Linked DNA regions of Oryctolagus cuniculus: region 1 is linked to region 2. Evidence: chromatin contacts called from public Micro-C data. All regions are on one chromosome and are shown on one strand. The core of a region is the stretch at or near the end of the contact, and the rest is flanking DNA. Distances in the headings are between cores, read along the strand shown.

Region 1 (2,714 bases), core at 102-2,601, 440 kb before region 2:
GAATCCGGTTCCCAGCTGGAAAAACAAAGGCGGGCACCGAGGACGCCTGCTCTGCTCGCTTATTTAATTTGGGTTTGTGTATGTGTTCACTTAAAGGCAGAGTGAAGGAGCTGTTCCATCTGGGATTCACTCCAAAGGCCAGGACAGCCAGGGCTGTGCCAGGTGGGAGCCAGGAGCTCCACCCTCGGCCTCCCACGGGGGTGCAGGCGCCCAAGCCTTCCCCAGGCCACCAGCAGGAAGCTGGGTGGAGGCGGACCGGCCTGAGCCACAGAACCAGCTGCCTGCTCGCCTCGGAGCACGAGGGAGTGTCCTGGAAAGACATCAGGGGCCAGGGCGGCCATCAGGGCCCCTGCTGGGCACGGGCTGCCCTGCCCGGAGACCCTGGCCCCTGCCTTCACACCTGCACTCAGGGGAGGGTTAGCCCCAGTAGCTCTCCGGTAGCTCAGGCCGCGAGGGACTGAGTGACCACACCTGAGGGCCCCTGGGTCCTGGCCACTCTGTAACAACAAAGTGGGCACAGACCACCCAGCGGGGCCTCTGGGAGCCCCGTGGCTCCCAGTCCCAGCCCAGCGACCTTGGGCGAGGTGCTCAGCCTCCTGCAGGCTCCGGGGAGGGGCAGTGTGGATCACCGGGACCTGCGTGGCGGCACAGTCAGTTACGCTGCCACCTGCGGCGCGGGTTCGAGTCCCGGTTCCCTGCTGATGTGCTGGGAGGTCAGTGGAGGAGGCCCGGGTGCTTGGGCCCCTGCACCCGCGTGGGAGACCCGGATGGAGCTCCTGGCTGCATCTGGGGAGTGAACAGCGGATGGAAGACCTCTCTCTCTCTCTCCCTGCCTCTCCTCTCTCTTTCCAATAAATAAATAAATCTTGTTGATCACTGACGCGCCGGGAAGCCACGAGACGAAGCCGTGACCCCAGCGCCCGGCTCGGCGTCGGCCCCACGGGGGCGCCGGGCTCATTCAACCGAGGAGCTCGGGCCGGGTCTGCCAGCTCCAGACGCGCCCCACTTCCCTCGGCGCGCGAGGGTCCCTGCGCAGCAAGATCCGGCCCCGGTGAGCCGCGCGCAGGGAGACCCGGGGCCCCGGGGGCCACCGAGGCCGGGAGCCGCGGCTGGCTGTCGTTGCTCTGAGGGAGCGGGGTCCAGCCGGAGCCAGAGGGGCTGCCCGGCGCGCTCCCCACAGGGCCTGGGGCCGCCAGGGGCACAGCCGAGGCGGCGGCGACAGGGACGCCGGGTGGGACGGGCGGCCGGATCGGCGGTCCGGCGGCTGCTCTCGCTGGCCACGGCCCCGGCCGTCCGCGGCGAACAGATCCAGGCCACATGGCGCGCAGGGTCGCCTCGGGGCCGGAGGCGTGCGTGTGCGGCCGCACAGGGCCCCGCGTTCACGCCACGAAAGTCCCGGCACCGCGGCGCCATGACAACGAGGAAGGCGGCGCCTGCGCGGGGGCACCGGAAGTGACGTTTCCGGAAGGGCGACCGGGGCCCAGCCATGGCCCAGAAGGCGGCGGAGCGGCCCCCGGAAGAAACCCTGCTGCTCTGGAAACGGTACTGGGATCCGGGAGACGCGGGCGCGGGGCCGGGGCCACGCTGCTGTCCGCCGGCGCTCGGACCCTGTATCCCTGGCTGTGGCGTTGGCGCGGCCGGAACGCGAGCGGCCGAGGCTGGGAACCGCTTCCGGCGCCAGGGCGAAAGGGCCTTCGGGAGTTGTAGTCCGCCGGCGGCGTGGTTCCCGCTTCCGGCCCCGCGTGTCCGGGGCGCGCGTGGGCGGGGTCCGCTGGCGCCTCGCGGTGCGGTGCGGCGGGGCAGGCCCCGCTTTGGGTGGGAGGGAGGTCGCGCGGAGGGGAGCGCGGGGTTGGCAGTGGCCGCGGCCCGCTGTGACCCGTCCGCCCCCCTAGGGAGCAGGCCCGGCTGCGGGCCCGCGTCGTCGACCGGGACACGGAGGCGTGGCAGCGGGACCCCGGCTTCTCGGGGCTGCGGAGGGTCGGGGGCGCCGACGTGTCCTTCGTGAAAGGGGACAGCGCCAGCGCCTGCGCGTCCCTGGTGGTGCTCAGCTTCCCCGAGCTCCAGGTAACCGGGCGGCGCAGCCCCAGGGCCCGGACCCTCGCCGGCCCGGCCCGGCGTGGCGTGGCCGGGGGCCTCTGAGTGGCAGAGACACGAAGGGCATCCTCTGATGGTCAAGGCTCCACCTCCTGGTCTTTGCCTGCGTCTGGCGTGGTCAAGGCTCCTCACCCCGGAGGCGGCGGCAGCACACCCCTGGGTGCCCCCGCTGGGAAGGACCCCTGCCTTCCCCTCACGCCCACCAGCATCCGTCCCCTGGGCACAGCCCCCTGCCCTGCAGAGCGCTGTCCCTGGAAAGCCAGGGGTTACCAGGGGTCGGGTCACGTGGTGAATGCCCTGCGGCCCTAACCCTGCGGGCTCAGCGCCCAGCACCGGCGCCCGCCCTCCCCCTGCTCGGCCACTCGGGTCTGGCTGCCCGGTCTTTCCCCAGCTTTGCTCTTCCATCACGTGGCCGACGCCTGCCCACCCCCCACCGCCCGGTGTGGGCCAGGAGCCCCCCTCTCGGTTCCCTCCCCGGTCAGCTCGGGGTGCCAGCATGGTCAGTGGTGAGGGCCTCGGCCAGGTGGCCCTGTCAGCTTCGTGCTGTGGCCTCGCGTGACCTGGTCACCTCCCCAAGGCCCCGTCACAGTGCCGTCACCGTGGGTTAGCAGGCCAGCGTG
Region 2 (2,700 bases), core at 119-2,618:
CTGGCCGAGTTCCGCGCAGCGCGCAGGCGTTGGCAGAGACGCGGGTCCGTGTGGGGTGGGCTCTGGGGGAGTTGGGCTGGGGGCTGTGCTGGGGCAGGGACCCCTGAGCCCGGGGCCGGGGTGGGGGCGCTGGGCCCCGTCTCACTGCTGGTCCACGGAAACTCGGAATCTGAGTCCTGGCCAGATGGCGGAGGCCGGCCCGCACACCCGGGCGCCGAAGCCAGGAGGCCGAGCCTGCAGGGCCCCGCTCACCCCACGGCCGGGCTCCCGCTCCCCGGGGTGACGGAACAAGACCTCTAGGCTGACAGTCGGCAGCCCCCGAGGCGGGGGCAGGCGGCGGGGCCTCAGCTCTCAGCCAGGCCCCCCGGGGACATGCACCTGCTCCGGCCGCAGGCCCCCCGGGGACATGCACCTGCTCCCGGCCGCAAGTGCCCACACAACACGCTGGCTCCCACTGGCCGCCGGTTCCCGGGGCCCCAGAACACCCCGGGGGCTGATGGGAGCGGCCCCAGGAGCCCACAGACCCTTCCCGCAGCCCCGCCCAGGTCTGCCCCAGGGCAGGCGAGGTGGGAGGGCTCCAGGGGGCCAGAGGACCCCTCCCTCCCACGTAACTGGCCCTGCGTCTAGACAGAGGCTGGGTGGATCCCGGGCAGAAACCAGGGACGAGGAAGCAAGGGGCCGCGTCCTCTCCCGAGGGGGTCAGCAGCCCCGCTGGCCTCCCTGGCACCGACCCCCAGGGACGGGAGTCCCGGCTGCGGTGGGAGAAGCAGCGGCCGCGCGGTTCTGAGTCCAGGGCTGGCGCTGTGCCGCAGCGGGTTAAAGCCCTGGCCTGAAGCGCCGGCATCCCATATGCTCACAGGTTCGAGTCCCGGCTGCTCCACTTCCGATCCAGCTCTCTGTTGCGGCCTGGGAAAGCAGTGGAGGATGGCCAAGTCCTTGGGCCCCTGCACCCACGGGGGGGACCCGGAAGAAGCTCCTGGCTTCGGACTGGCGCAGCTCCAACCATTGCGGCCATCTGGGGAGTGAACTGAAGGATGGAAAATCTCTCTCTGTCTCTACCTTTCTCTGTAACTGTCTTTCAAACAGATAAAATAAATATTTTAAAAAAATACTTCTGAGTCCAAAATGTCCAGTGGACACTTGCTGGTGCCGGCGCCGTGAACTTGAACTCAACTTCCTATCTGTCTACACCCGCCCGCCCGTCTCGGCCAGCGTGGTCTTTTGCGGGGCTGGGCTGCGCAGAAAGCACGTCGGATGACCCGCGCCGCCGCCCGCCCGGCCCGCGGACTCGAACCCGAGGCGCGCCGGGGCGGGCGGGCGCGCGACTTCGCGTTCCGCGGCGCACGGCCCCGCGCGGCCGCCGTCGTCCGAGCTCCGCCTCCGACGGCGGCCGCGAGGCGGCGGCGATCGGGCGAGCCGGGCCGGGGCGCGCCGGGCGGGGGCGCGGGGCCGTGCGGCGCCGTCATGGGCAACCTGTTCGGCCGCAAGAAGCAGAGCCGGGTGACCGAGCAGGACAAGGCCATCCTGGTGAGGGGCCGGCCCGGGCGCGGGCGGGAGGCCTCGGTGGGCGTGGCCGGGGCCTGGTCCGGTCCTGCGGGGCAGCAGGTGGGGGACCCCGTGCGCCGGCCGCCCGGGGGTCCCCAGGGCCGTGGCGCGGGCGGAGGGCGGTGCCCGCACCCCGAAGGGGCGGCGGTCACGCGTTTCCTGGGCTGGGGGGCAGGCCCGGCAGGCGCCCGCCCCAAGGGGCAGTGTGGCCGCCCGGCGCCCCCGTTTTCCCGGGGGACTGGCGGAGGGGTCGGCTTCCGTCCGCGGGTCCGCCCCAGGTCCCCGCCGGGAGCCGGCGGGCCCCCACGTGGGTGCAGGGCCCCGGGGCGCGGGCAGCCCGGGTGGGGTCTGAGCCCGCAGCCAAGCCCCCTGCCTCGGGCCTCTCTCTGACCTGAGACAGGACCCGGTGTCCAGCCCGAGGCCGTGGCCCCCGCGGGCTCCGGCCACGCGGCCTCTGAAGGCTGGGGTGGCAGAGTGGGCACCGCCGCAGCGCAGGGCGCAGAGCCCCGCCCAGCCCCCCGCGCTGGTCCCGGCTAGAGACAGGGCCTGCCCCCCCCCCCCCGCATCCGGACGGCGACACTGGGAAGGGCCGAGCCGCCGTGGGTCCTCGCGGGCAGCCGGCCTGCAGCCCCCCGTGACCGGGGAGGGCTGGGGGCCACGCCGCCGTGCGCGCGACTCCGTGCCCGGCTGGGGCTGGCCCAGGACGCAGGACCAGGTGGCGCCTGCGGGCAGCGCCCCCTGCTGGTGGCCGGGCTGACCTGGCGTTCCCCGCAGCAACTGAAGCAGCAGCGCGACAAGCTGAAGCAGTACCAGAGGAGGGTCGCCCAGCAGCTGGAGCGGGAGCGGGCGCTGGCGCGGCAGCTGCTGCGGGACGGCCGGAAGGAGTGAGGGGCGGGCCGGGGGCGGGCCGGGGCGGGAAGGAGGGCGGGGCGGGGGCGGGAAGGAGGGCGGGGCAGGGGCGGGAAGGAGTGAGGGGCGGGGCGGGAAGGAGTACGGGGCGGGGGCGGGAAGGAGGGCGGGGCGGGGGCGGGAAGGAGGGCGGGGCGGGGCCTGGGAGGGACTGCCGGAAAGAGTGAGGGGCGGGCCGGGGGCGGGGCCGGGGCGGGAAGGAGTGAGGGGCGGGGCGGGGGCGGGTCCTGGGCGGGATGGCCAGAA

The links. A called contact is a pair of places that touch in the nucleus more often than the background predicts.
Region 1: a Micro-C map of ear pinna shows a contact between it and region 2, with 5 times the contacts expected there. The contact joins the promoter of ENDOV here to the promoter of CHMP6 in region 2. A contact is called at or near these places in 2 of 6 Hi-C or Micro-C datasets (ear pinna and an unstated tissue).

What each region holds. Positions count from the first base shown.
Region 1 is chr17:1,929,186-1,931,899 of mOryCun1.1, reverse strand. ENDOV (endonuclease V) reads left to right here and starts at 1,351. Exons shown (of 9, transcript XM_051830611.2): 1 at 1,351-1,542; 2 at 1,893-2,064. The coding sequence starts at 1,487.
Region 2 is chr17:1,489,011-1,491,710 of mOryCun1.1, reverse strand. CHMP6 (charged multivesicular body protein 6) reads left to right here and starts at 1,368. Exons shown (of 8, transcript XM_051830527.2): 1 at 1,368-1,527; 2 at 2,320-2,429. The coding sequence starts at 1,465.